Regions from separate parts of the Mus musculus genome. Here regions 1 and 2 are each linked to region 3. Evidence: chromatin contacts called from public HiChIP or PLAC-seq data. All regions are on one chromosome and are shown on one strand. Each heading gives the region's core, a stretch centred on a gene start, on an enhancer-like site or on the middle of the called end of the contact. The rest is flanking DNA. Distances are from core to core; before and after follow the strand shown.

Region 1 (4,184 bases), core at 235-2,734, 200 kb before region 3:
TAGGGTCAAAGAACAGGGAGCTAAAGGTTTGGGGTTAAAGGATGAAGGTGTCAACCTCATCCTTGCCGGAGGCAAGGAGGGCTCTTCTGTATTTATTTATTCCACTGACATGTCTTCATGCATTCTCTGTTCCTTTTGAAGAGCAACGTGACCAACGTTGGTCCTCCATTACCACTCTACCTCAGTGCTAATGTGTGGCTTCTGTGCTCTCCTCATGAGCACTACCGTCGAGTGCACCACGGCTCCTCATATACAGTGACATTTCCCTACCTGCACATACATGACCTGCACATACATGATCCTAAATCCACATCTCCAGACCCAGAGGTTGCGCTTTTTGTTCTAAATTTGCCAAAACCTACAACCTAAAGTCTTAATTGCAATATGGCTTCCTCCTGTCACTTCATTGACCAATGGTGTGAGTGAGGGCTCCCCCTATGCCATCCTCATTATCCCTTTAGATCCTTCTTCTTCTCTACTTCCGGAAATCACAATCTCCATGGTAGCTGAAACAGCCAGAACCATTAGCTATGGAGAATCTGGCAGGAGGGAGGGAGAGCTCCCGACCGCAGTGGCCGTCATACTTTTCTAACGGTGGTGTGTTTGTAAGACATACAATCTGCGGGGCTCAGTCGGTAAAGTGCTTACCACGTGAGAGTTCAGTTCCCACCCCCACAGAAGGGAACAGAGTGGCATATGCTTAGTCATCCCAGTTGCTGGGAGGTGGGGACAGGCAGACCACCCCCCCCCCAGCTTCTTAGTCAGCCCTAAGCCAGTGAGACCTAATCTCAAAAAACAAGGTGGATAGGGCCTGAGAAGTGACATCACAGGTTGACCTCTGGCCTCCAAACACATGTGCACACACACGTCTACACACAAGCCAAACAAAATTTTTATGAATTAATGGTCACTCTTTGATGAGCTATAATTTGGTGTGTCCAACTCTGTGATACTGCATTCTTTATTTCACTAAGAAAGTGGCTGTTGTTGACCAAGTACACCCACACAGTGAGTGACTCACTGTGGGTCATGACCTGAAGCTTGACAAAGCAGCTTCCAGGTTTGGTGACCTGGAAGTCCAAAGCTTAATCCTTCATTGTGCTATTGACAATAGTTATTCTGATTGCTCCGTTTAACTCCATCGGACACCAATGTCAGATAATGCTGTTTGACCACTGTGTTATTTTAAAGATGAGTCAGATCGCATTTAGCTTTGGCTTTCATACAGGACAGACTTCAGTGAAAGGAGTCATCTTTCCCCCTTAAATCCTAACAAGCCAGCACCCGGTTTCCAACCAACTTTCCAATCCAATTGCAGTCATGGCTCTGGGCCTCAGATTGGCATGTCAGAGCTCCTCCCTCTTCTGTAAAGAAAATAATGTCCTCCCAAAAGAAGGAAAGGGAAAAGAGGAAGTGCTACCTGAACAAAAGCCTTTGTCCGGGCTCCTTCCTGATAATGTTTAGTTTGTAGTAGTGGCGCAGGGCTCTGGACATTTTCTCATAGGTCATGTTTGTTCTGTTCTGTTTGTTCAAAGGAGGAAGGGAGAGAGAGAGGAAAAAAAAAGCACAAATACACAATGAAATGAACTTCAGAAAAGGCACCAGGCAGCTATTAAAATAAAGGCTGTTGAGTCGCTCCACATGGCCTCACCAGCCTGGGAATGCTACCTATTTGCTGGTCTGCCGCCTTCTGCTATCTACCCTCACAGCCACTGTGGCCAAGGTCTCCTCCTAAAACTGAACTGGCTTGTCAGGGCTAGAAGTACTCACTAACCTAGCCCATACTATGGCAACTGACCTCATTCCTTCTCTGCAGACTGCTCTGGGCTTCTTCTATATTAGGTGGGAGGCCTTCATGTCTGGTTCACATCAAGTTTCGTTTTGGGGTGCAATGAAGATTATACACTTACTGTCATTGCTATTGATGGGCAGTGCACAGAAGGTCCCTCAGTGACTCAGGTACCCAAACATCTGTTTAGGGGGCCTTGACCTATCTGTTTGTGTCCTTTGACTGGACTTTCTCAATTGGGAAAGAGCTCTGGCTGCCTTCTTAGGAGGCCTGAGGCTCGGCTGTGTCTCCTCGGTGTCCTCAGCGTGGTCTAATCTCCTTATGTGTCAACTGGCCTGGACCATGATTATCTCTTTTATATCTGTACATTTGAACCGCCTTCCTTACTATAAAGGACTATGTTTTGAATTCCACTTCCACTTCCTCCTTTGGAAAACTGTGGGGGCAGGCTTCTTGCAGCTTTTGCTTGCAAAGGGGGTGTTTTATAATCAGAACATATTTTCCATGCAGAAATGGACTTTTGTGAAAAGGGGGCTTTCCAACTGGTGGGGACAGAAGTAACACTTCCCAAAGGTCCCCCGTGAGTCATACAGCTCTCACTACTTCTCTGTTCCTCAGTACTGAAGGACAACAGGGGTGGCAGATCCAGGTCAAGGGGCGTGGTCAGGAGGGGGAACATTTATAAGTCTACTGAACTGAGTTCTGCTGAGTTAATGGGCCCCGGACAGAGGTAACACATGGAAAAACAGGGATCTTTAATTATTTCCTTCCTTCATAGCTACCTAATTGTGTGCCCAGTGAGGAGAAACCAAAGAATCATGGGCAGGCTTTGGAGGCAGCAAGACAATCACCCTCCAATTCAAGGATGAAGCCTGTGTTCTGGCAACAGCTTCCCCAACAAATATTTGGCCCTTTTACCTTATGGTTTCCCCAGAGTCGAGCCAGTCCGTTGGGATCCACTATCCGGAATATTTTGGATTCTTTGTCCTCCCATCGGATGAAGTTTTCGTACCGGCTGTCAGACAGCAACTGATAGACATAATCCCAAAGCAGTCTACAGTCTACAGAGGAGAGAGGAGAGTGCTGTTGAGAGTGTTTTTGTGGAGGCAGTCACAAGATTTAGAAAAGGGGTGTGGAACCACAGCTTGGGCCTGGAGTTGACTGTCTTATTTCCTTATTTCACAGGTGAAATGGGTCCTGAGAGAGCCGGGGAGCTCCTGCCGACCTTTGACCCTTTGACCCAGGGAGACTCGGTGTTGACCAAGGCTACCACCTTTATATGAGGACCAAGGAGGAACAGACTTGTTCAAAGTCACGACAGAACTTGAAGTTGTACCACCCAAGCTGTACCTGCAAATGAATAAATAGGCTTTGATAACAGGCTACAGAGAGGGTAGATGGATAAATGGTAGAAAGAGAATATCTCTCTCTCTCTGTGTTTCTGGAGGCCAGAGGTTGACATTAAGTGTCTTCATACATCATTTTCCATCTTACTAGTTTTGGAATTTCTCTGTGTGAGTGTGTGTGGGCATATCCATATACACTGAGACGCTAGAGGAGACACTGGTATCATGCTCTGTCTGCCTTATTGTCTTGAGACAGGGCCTCTCATTGAACCTGTAGTTCACCACTCCTGCTAGGCTGGCAGGCCAGCAAGTTCTAAAGACCCGCCTGTATCCACCGCCGTCCCCAATTCTGTGGTTACAGCTGTGCATTTTACATGGCATTTAACCTGACTTTTACACCACCGCTTGGGATTCAAACTCAGGTCGTCTTATTTGCATAGCAAGCACCTACCCACTGAGCTATTTCGCCAGCCCCTTCACCTACATCTTATTTATTTAGAGATATAGTCTCTCACTGAACAGGGATCCAGACTGTCTCTGTTTCCCTAGAACTGTTTTTACAGAGGTTTGCAGATACATACTGCCTTTATGTGAGTTCTGGGGGGGTCACTATCAGGTCCCCATGCAAACACTTTACTGACTGGTCCATTCCTCAAGACCAGAAAGAAAATCTTGTGTTCCAATGAGAACAGTATGATAAAAAAAAAATTAAAAGATTAGACTATTTTGCAGATGGTGGAAGATGCTGAAGGGATAGTGGAAGACAGGGGCTAAAAAGAAAACAGCAAGAAATGAAAAATGATGGGAAATTAAAAACTATGTGGCTTGGTGACGTTGGCTGTGGGGACTGTGGCTAGCATTTAAAAAAAATACAGATGTTCTCATTAAATCATCCTTTGGAGGTCTTTCAAGTTGCTTTATCATAATCATGGTGGAAAGGAACTTCGTGCAAGAATATCATTTCTCATTTGGAGAACTCATACCCAATTAAGTGGTCAGACAGCAAACATTCATAAGATGATTTAGTGTTGTCCTGCACTGGGCTCAGC
Region 2 (4,627 bases), core at 1,428-3,927, 140 kb before region 3:
AAGGGAGCCGGGACGCTCCACGTTATGTGGAACACCTTTCTCTCCTGGTTTGCTCATCTGGGATTCTACATCATTTATAGCTTGTGATAAAGGCTGGAGGAGTCCTGTGGGAGAGGGAGCTGATAAGATAACACGAGACATGATTCAACTCATGCTTGGTTTTGTTCGGCAGTAAGAAGAGTCTCAAGGAATACTGGCAGCCCCAGAGTGTGAAGGTGGACTTTCTAGTGGCCAGAGGGCAGGGTATACTTTGTGCGGCTAGGTGGCAGAAAGGCAGGGGACACCAAAAAGAAAGACACCTGAATTCACTGTCTGCCTACTGTCACATGGAGTTTGTCATTCCTCTCTTGGCTGGCCTTGAGCTCACTACGGGTAAGGATGACCCTGAATTCCTGGCCCTCCTGCTTCTACCTCCCAAGGCCTGAAATTACAGGCACGATCTGCCATGCCTATTTTATAGCTAAGAATACTGTGAGTTCTGAAAGGAGATCCCTGTCTTTGGAGCCTGGAGTTAAAGCCCTTTCTTGTGGCCTCTGCTCTGGTGAGGTCTCTCACCAGGCAGCTGTTTATCAAAGCCCACCGTCCACTCTTACTTCTTAACAAGTATGGCTGACTTGGTAGGGAACACTAGGAACTACCACCAGTCAACTTAGAAAATAAAATGCAAAGTCCACTTCCACCGTTTCTGTGACCTACTAGCGTGGACGCTATCAACAACTGAACGGTCCCCAAAGATACCCTCACACGGTGACCCCTGGAGCCTGTGCATGGGAACTTTTATGAGAAACATGTTTGCAGACATAACTTAAGGATCTTGAGACGAGGTCACGAGGGTTCTTCAGGGACCACGACTCCAGTGTCCAGTGTCAAGTATCCTTATAAGGGAACAGAGGACAGGAGGTGTGGCCACGTCCAGACTCAAGTGTTCTGCAGGACTGGGCTTGCTTTTGAGTTTCTTTGCACGGGATCTTTTTTACCCACATGATGAAATGTCTTTGTCTTTATTCAATATTTGTCACTTTCTCTTGAGTTATTTTTTGTTGTTTCCTTCTTATTTTACCTTATTTGCATTTTCCACTACTCTTCAAAACCTGGTCTTCAGTATCCATTCTTGTGTGCTCTTACCAGCTCATGTCCTACCTCTGACTTAGCACTATCCCTGCTTCCCCCTCCCATGTTGTACTACTTTCATAATGTTTGTGCTCACATGGAAGGAGACGGCTGCTGTGAACTGTTTAAGATGCTCTGGAACGCCTGTTGTCTTATGAAGAGCTATTATCCTGCTTCTCATTTTCCTCTGTCTTATAAAGTGTGTTTGAGTCTCACTTTTCTACCGTTCTCTCTCTTTTTTTTCTCCTTTAAAACCCAAGTTAATCTTTCTGGGTTTTTAGGAACTGACTTACTTTCAACTTTACCTAGCTACTCTTCTATTCAAAGATGGCAGCTAGCATTCTGAAACCACTTGGCTCTCTGTTCCTTGGGGAGTTCTTTCCCAAGTCACTCCTCTGCTACTGTGGAAGAAGGTGGTAGCCAGCCACAGAGTTAGCAGGCACCAGGGAATCCTGCATCTTGCTGAGTCTCAGAGGCCACTTATAGGATTGGTGACAACTTCTTGGTTATTTTGGGTTTTTCTTGTCCCCAGGTTTATCCACCGTCTTGGAGACTCCTTGTTACTGAGTTTTAAGTATTGTCCCTGGGTTTTTGTCTTGCTACCATATCGCTGTGCTCTTATAGGAACTTGAGAGAATTATGCTGTCATACATCCCAGACTATCCCATAATACTTTCTATGTGAAAGGACTGCACAGCTCTGGAGTCTTACTAGACAGAAGGTAAGCTTCTTTCACCTGTTGGTAGGCCACTGCTGGATTTTTTTGACAGTAAGCAAAAGAAATATAATAGCTAATCTGAGGGGTTTGAGGTCACACCTGTGTGGCCCAGAGCAAAGGAACCTCCATCCTGAGAAACAGGGATAGGAGAAGTAGACAGGACTCAGACGCAATGTGTGTCAAGCACAAGACTCCGAGGCACACAGCACTGGAGACCCAGGACACAGGACTACAAAGGACCTGTTTCAGTGAACATAGACTCTCCCATCATAAGGAATTTCTAAAACAACAAGGGCCTTGTAGATCCTGTCACTGTCCTTCCATGCCAGAGCTGTAGACATCTGAAAATTTCACAAGAATGTGACCCATGCGGGCTGTGGGTGGCACACCTCAGCAGTCCTAAGTGATGGTGAGGACCTCTGTGAGTGGCTCTTCCTCAGGAGCAGTGACAAGCCATAGTCTCAGATATAAGGAGATTCAGTCTCCAGCTTCTCTGTCAGCAGCTGCTCTCTGAAGCGGTCCCACAAATCCAGTGAGGCGATTAGCAGCAGGGCCTGCGGGTACCCTACTGCCTTGTTAGCCCCAACCCTGCTCTCCCCCTTCACCTCTCCTTTCTCATTAGGCTTCTGTCTTTTTGGAAGACCAGACTCACCCTTGATCCGCCAGTCTTATCACTGAAGAATTGTGCCCTACTGATAATTTTTTTAAATGTCTTTTTAAAAAAAGAACACGGTCCTTGGAAACTTTGCAAGAAATGTATCGATCTGAAATACTCAAGCTGAATTATTGAGCTTTGGCAGAGGAAATAAATCTTTCCCATTCCCCAAGCCTGCTGCCAAGTGCAGCTTCCAGGAAGAAATGTCCGTCCTTTCTGGAAATGAGGCAAAAGGCAAACATTCTATCACTCTCCCCTGACCCCACCCCTTCACTTGCAATTCACTGACAAAAGCACTTTGCGATACATTGCTCATTTGCCCGAATAGGCATCCGAATTAGTAATGCCTGGCTGAGGCAGCTTCCTAAATAATCAGGCCTGATCGTTTTTGGCAGACCCAGGGGCCTGTGGAAAGCAGGCTTGCAGCACGTCATTGCATTCGATGTGTCTTCCGGTTTTAAAATCAAAATTCCCCCCTACACACCTGGATGTACAAGGGGAAGAGAACATGCTTACTACTGTCAGAGATGAACCAAACCAGGAGCCAGGGCTGGGCTTGGGTGGGGGGTACCAGCATTCAGGGAAGGGGACTTAGACTGTGGTGTTCGCAACACGGGGCAGGATTAGCGCTCAGACTCCTGACATCTGCTGTTTCTTTCAGTTCAGCTGAGTGTTCGTCCCACCTGGCAGCGGTCCAGGGGAATTCCCACCATCATCAGCTGAACACAGTGTGGTCTAACTGCACAGCATCCATCTACCCACAGTTCCCTTCACTGGCTCCTCAGCCCATCCATCCAATGTCTAACATGGTGCTCTGTGCCTTGGGCTAGGGGTGGGGGCGGGGTGGGTATCAAAGGGAATGATAGCCAGTCTGGCTGGGAAACGGGGGATGTGGAGAGGCACTTACAAGTCTGCATTAGAACCGGGCCAGGGTAGCCTCTGAAAGGAAGGACAGGGTGACAGCTTGGCAGGCGCGGGTAGTTTGGGAAACCAAGCAGTATGACAGTTGTTACACAAGATGCGTGCGTGCATGCGTGTGTGTGTGTGTGTGTGTGTGTATGTGTGTGTGTGTTTTGAAAGGGTAGGGTGGGAGGTGATGTCTCCGTGCTGTCACTACAGTTCATTGAACATCATCTATCTTGAATGTACGTCTAGACAAGCACTCACCGTCACCCGTGGCCCAGTCTCAGAGAAGGCCAAGCCCATGCTGTCAGTGGCCAAGGTCCCTTTGCTTTAAGGCAACCTTCTACTCTCTGCTACGTGCCTTTCCAGTCTGTTGGCAAATACTGTTGGCTCTGCCTTTATTCCGAATACAGATCCAACAGCTTCCTTCATTCCCGTTGCTTCCTTCCATCCTCGTCCCAGGCACTGTTGGCTCTCTCATAGACCCAAACTCGTCTCCCAGCTTCCATCAACGTCCCCCTGTAGTCTGTTCTCAGAAGAGCTGCAGAGAAGCCCCATGTGTAAAGGTACTGCTCCTCTATGTCACTCAGAGTTCACGTCCAAATGATTGCAGCCTGACATGCTCTGACCCCACCCCTCCTCCTGCCTGCCTCCTCCTGCCTGCCTCCCTCTGCTTTGGTTCTACTGATGCCCACACCAGACAGAGTCCTATCCCAGGGCCTTTGTACTGGCGACTCCTTTGGGACTCTCTCACTTCCTTTAAGCTCTTAACTTTCCATCCAAAACAGCCAGCCTGTATTCTCTGACTTCTCCTTCTCTTCTTGCATTAATTATTCCATTAATTTCTCTTTCTAGCAGTTCCACTGCTTGTCTTGTTTGGTTGGTTATTCACTGTGTGTGGAGTCAGTTAGATATCAGGTTTTTCCATCAGTCACTATCATTCTCCACCTTATTTAGAGACGAGGTCTTTCCTGCGCCTGACTGGCTGGTGAACCTTAGGGAATCTGTCTCTGCCTTCATGTTCTCTCTCATGCCTTCCCCGTCATGGGTGCTAGGGATATAAACTCAGATCCTCATGTTTGGATGCTGTACAGCAGGTACTTTGCCTACTGAGCCATCTCCTGAGCCTTGTCTTGTTTATTAGTCTTCGCCAGAATGTAGGCAGCCTCTGCTTTCCTCCCCGCTACACCTCCAATGCCTCAAGCAGTTTCTGACTCACTTCAGAGACTCAACAAATATTT
Region 3 (4,628 bases), core at 1,212-3,711:
GCCCTTACAGCCAGAGAACTGGGAGGCTCATCTCTCAACTTTACAAATAAAGTCTAAGACACCGGGAAATGGCTTAACCAAGGGCACAGCGAGGCTCGACTCCCAGCCAGGCTAATAGCATTGCACGAATGTCAAAGAACATGCGGAAGAGTACCACCGTGAGGAGGTGTGTGCTGACATTCATGTCAGAATGATAGAGGCCAGCAGGACTGTGAGCTGCTCGTTGGAGCCTTAGTTTGCTTCCTACTGCTGTGATAAAACATTGACCAACTTGAAGACAAGGGGTTTATCTGGTTTGCAGGTTACAATCAGTCACTTAGGCACATCATTCAGAGACACCAAGGCAGGAACTCGAAACAGAACTTGGCTCAAGTGGGCAAGAATCTGGAGCAGAAACTAAACAAAGGCCATGGAGAAGGACTGCTTCAACACCCCAGGACCATGTGTCTAGCCATGGTACCACTCCCAGGATGCTAGGTTCTTCTACATCAATCAGGGAAATGCCCCACAGGCCTGCCTAGAGGACAATCTAATGAGAACACTTTCTTAATTGAGGTTCTCTCTTGTGAAATGACACTGGCTTGTGTCAAGCTGACAAAAAACAAAACAACAAAAAAAACGCCCAATACCACAAGCAAGTCTGCACCTAAGAGCTGCCTTGTCACTCTCGCTCTGATAGGCGGCCTGTGAAAGACACAAAGCATCAGATCTCACATACTCTTTATAAATGTGCCATTTCCCTACGGGAAGAGAAAGGAGAGTGACAAGAATGGTCAGGTCCCACAGTGGCCCCATTTTTAAAAGCACCTATTTATAGACATGAGAAGCATTAAAGCCATTTAACATGCTATGTGTGAACTTGGTAGCAAGTCTGTCCGAAAGAGGAGTGAGTGTCTCCTGGTGTAGGGGACCTACGTAGAAAAAGAGTCTGTGGGAAGAAGTCAGTCATGTCCTTTATTCAACCCTTCACTCATTCATAAAGTACTCTAACTTACACAAACAAGAAGCCTACACACAACGATCTACCCTTTATTTCAAGAGAGTCGAAGACCTGGGTAAGGAAAAACTGATGATCAAGTTAGATCTTTCCTTCCTACACATTCTGATTGTTTTAAAGTTCTTACTCCTGTGTGTGTGTGCACGTGCACATGTGCGTATACACATACACACCCCACACACACACACACACACACACACACACACACACTCATCCACTCACAGAAGGCCAGAACATTACTTTCCATTCAGGTGTCATTAATACCTGTGTTAATTCTGCATATACTCTTTCCTGGATCACGAGGTTCCTATTATCTCAGCATTCTTCTCTGAGGCTATTTCCTGGTAATCTCAGCCATCTGAAGCTGTGGACTCAGGGGTGAGGCCCTTCCTCGTGAGGACAGCATGAACCAGTCCCTCGAGGCTGGGGAAACACAAAGCAGAAAAAGGAAGGAAGAATCCGTGAGTTCTGGCCTTTGCCCTCCTACTCCACAGTGTGAGTCGGGATGGATAGCTCCTCTCATCTGCTAGTCCCCAGCAACCTGAGGAACCAGGCCTTCAGACTGTGACTTAACTGTGACAACTGGCTTTCCTGGGGCGCCTGCCTGAGGACAGCAGAAGATCACAGGACACACCCCCTCATCCTCCACTGTCATGTGAGCTAATGCATCTTAATTAATTAATTGATACATGAATGAATACATGCATAAAATTTACTGGCTCTCTTTCTCTAGAGAACCCCAATACAACGATGCATATCATTCTCTTTAAATGAATGAGATAAAATCAGAACAGAAAAAGAAATCCTAAGATAATCAGAAACTATTCTCTCTACAAGGGGACAGAAAGCCAGGAGGAAGAAGGTACCGCCGTGTGAACTGTAGAAAACAGGCGTAAAACAACTCCTGTGAGCTTTGGTCACCGATGAAACCATGCCCTGACCGTTCTGAGCTCCAGATTAAACGCATGTACATCTTCCCTGCCCTCAATAGATTTTATTACCTGGGGCAGTAGATCAGTAGCCATGACCAAAAGTCATCACACTGACATTAAAATTGGAATTGGGTATGCCAGGATATCCTCAAAGGACCTCGAAACACCCTCCCTTTTACATTTGTCTCCTTGATCGAGTCCTTGTAATAACAATGTGACAGGTACGGTACTTGGCCATTCAAAGTCCTTGTTGGTTAATTAAACAGCAAGTACATGGTGCACCTGGCATAGATCCTGGCATAGGTAAATGAGGCCTGAAAAAACGGAGGGAAAACACCACAGCAGAAACCAGAGGAGGGGGCACCTCCTCACCAGAGGAGGTCAGGCAGGGCGGAAGCAACTGCCCTGAAATATACAGATGTCTGCCAGATAGAATTTGGTGGAAGTTCTTGGCCTACGATGGTGCCTACCATCCTCATTTTGCAGTTAGGAAACAGGAAGTTCGATGAAAGGAGAAGTTTCATGACGTTAAATGAGTTCTCTGAGGGCCAATGGCACTACCTTGGCCATGTTCCACAGCCAGCCTCTTAAACCAGAGGCCCTTCACTTCCCCTTGTGCCAGGGTTAATCTTGATTGTCAAACTGGCAGTGCTCAGAAGCACCTGGAAGACGTCTAAGCACCCCGTCAGGTGCACCCGTGAGGTTGTGTCTCTAGGGAGCATCAGATTGAAGGGAAAACCCATCCTGGATTCAGGCAGCAACATCCCATAGGCTGTGAGCCCCAGCCCCACATTCCTGCTCTCTGGTTCCCAGCTACAGCAATCCAAACTGCTCTGCCCTGTCACACAGTTCCAACCATGACACTTCTGAAACCCCAGGCCCTAACAAACGTTTCTTCCCTCAAGTTGTTTGTGTCAAGTATTTGTCACAGTGACATTGGCAATTGCAATACCTAGCATATCACAGGAATTCCTTGAGTGTCTGTCCAACTCATCTGCATCACTGGGGCCACTTTCCACAGCCCATGTTCTTTGGCTACATTCTGGTCCACAAAACAAGAAGGATTTAGAATAACCGCCATATATCTTGCTAAAGAAACAGTCTCGGGCTGGTGAGATGGCTCAGTGGGTAAGAGCACCCGACTGCTCTTCCGAAGGTCCAGAGTTCAAATCCCAGCAACCACACGGTGGCTCACAACCATCCGTAACAAGATCTGACTCCCTCCTCTGGTGTGTCTGAAGACAGCTACAGTGTACTTACATATAATAATAAATAAATCTTTAAAAAAAAAGAAAAGAAACAGTCTCTGTGCAGGTCTCTGTGTAGGGCTGTCATAACAGGCCAAAGGCAGTATGGTTGTATGAATGCCCATATGTACATATATATTTATTTATTTATGTATCCAAAGATGTATATGTTCTACTACTCAGAACAGGAAGTAACTAGGAGTTTTAGTTCTGGTTCTACTTGGACTTACAATTAAAGGCAGAAAGAGGGAGCAAGGAGAAGTGCTGAGAAAAGAGGAGGGGAGAACAGAGAAAGGTCCAGCCCAAAGCCGGACCCATACATCTTCCTCTCCCTCTCCAGAGACAACAGCCAGAATTGATCTGTGATCTGTTTCCCTGTCTTACAAAAGCAGGCGGGAGTCACTGTGTGCTGGTAGTGGGGAGAAGCAAATGGTAAGAAAGGCCTTCCATTCACTTAACAAGAAGCAGAAAGTCGGTCTGGGAACCATATCAGGGCCTCTCATGGACAACTCAAGAATCTGTATTCACAAGAGGAATGTTAAAACTGCACACTGTTCTCTCTGCAGACAAAAACGCCTAAAGTCCCTACTATAGCCGGCCTTGCTGCAAACAGGCACCACCCTCATGAACATCTATCTGGGCTGAGTCCTGGAGCCCAAGACAGCACCAGCCCCAAAGCCGCACGCATCTGTAATTTTTTTAACATGTTCTATTTTATTTGATTTGGGGTGTGTGTGTGTGTGTGTGTGTGTGTGTGTGTGTATGCGCGCACGCATGTGTGCCATTGTATGCATCTGGAGGGAGGGACAGAGGGCAATGTTTCCTCCTTCTTTGCATGGGTTCTGGGGATTGAACTCAGGTCATGAGGCTTACACAGCAAGCCCCTTTACCCAATTAGCCACCACACCAGTCCCCATAAACTGTTTTAGACATGCTCATTCTTTCAACAACAACAACAACACTCTCTCTCTCTCTATATATATATATATATATATATATATATATATATATATATATATAACCAGTTTTATGTCCAATTTTGTAGTTATAAGCACAAAACCAAAAGAGATCTTGACCTAATAGGATCACATGAAGGAGTAGAAATAAGATACTTGAAAAAAAAAATGTGCTAGAAGTTTCCAACTGGGTGCTATAGATAGCATGTAAGAAGGGCATCTGGGCCAGAAGTGGTGATGCATGCTTGCAATTCCACAGCTCAGGAGGCTAAGTCAGAAGGATGGTGAGTTCAAGTCTAGCCTGGAGTACACAGGGAGACCCTACCTATGGACCTGGCTTCTTCCAAGGCTCAAACAAGAGGATTTCTGGAATTCAAGACATGCCTGGACTACAGAGTGAGTTTGAAATCAGACTAGGCAACATAGCAAGATAATGCCTCAAATAAAGTGACAGGGATCAGTGGAAGAGACTAGAGATACTGCTCAGTGGCAGGGA

Evidence for each region. HiChIP or PLAC-seq counts read pairs in DNA pulled down with a chosen protein or histone mark.
Region 1: an H3K27ac HiChIP or PLAC-seq map of microglia shows a contact between it and region 3, with 4 times the contacts expected there. The contact joins two enhancer-like sites. A contact is called at or near these places in 2 of 484 Hi-C or Micro-C datasets (Th1 cells and bone marrow-derived macrophages) and 4 of 115 datasets of contacts at active chromatin or transcription factors (bone marrow-derived macrophages, double positive thymocytes, embryonic stem cells and 1 more).
Region 2: a contact with region 3 is called in an H3K27ac HiChIP or PLAC-seq map of microglia, with 4 times the contacts expected there. The contact joins two enhancer-like sites. A contact is called at or near these places in 4 of 484 Hi-C or Micro-C datasets (cerebral cortex, nephron progenitors and uterus) and 5 of 115 datasets of contacts at active chromatin or transcription factors (CD8 T cells, bone marrow-derived macrophages, embryonic stem cells and 2 more).

The regions. Positions count from the first base shown.
Region 1 is chr6:134,260,356-134,264,539 of GRCm38.p6, reverse strand. Etv6 (ets variant 6) reads right to left here. Exons shown (of 8, transcript NM_007961.4): 6 at 2,708-2,850; 7 at 1,421-1,521. Among named protein-coding and RNA genes, the nearest start is that of Gm17089, 14 kb to the right of the region's middle. Within about 2 kb of position 1,484, at least 88 of the 459 cell types and tissues checked have an H3K27ac peak or open chromatin away from gene starts, as enhancers often do. A contact at or near this core is called in bone marrow-derived macrophages and microglia, where this site is marked.
Region 2 is chr6:134,206,556-134,211,182 of GRCm38.p6, reverse strand. All of the region lies in intron 2 of Etv6 (ets variant 6), which reads right to left. Among named protein-coding and RNA genes, the nearest start is that of Gm38908, 14 kb to the left of the region's middle. Within about 2 kb of position 2,677, at least 92 of the 459 cell types and tissues checked have an H3K27ac peak or open chromatin away from gene starts, as enhancers often do. A contact at or near this core is called in microglia, where this site is marked.
Region 3 is chr6:134,063,099-134,067,726 of GRCm38.p6, reverse strand. The region is part of intron 1 of Etv6 (ets variant 6); the gene reads right to left. Among named protein-coding and RNA genes, the nearest start is that of Etv6, 30 kb to the right of the region's middle. Within about 2 kb of position 2,461, at least 89 of the 459 cell types and tissues checked have an H3K27ac peak or open chromatin away from gene starts, as enhancers often do. A contact at or near this core is called in bone marrow-derived macrophages and microglia, where this site is marked.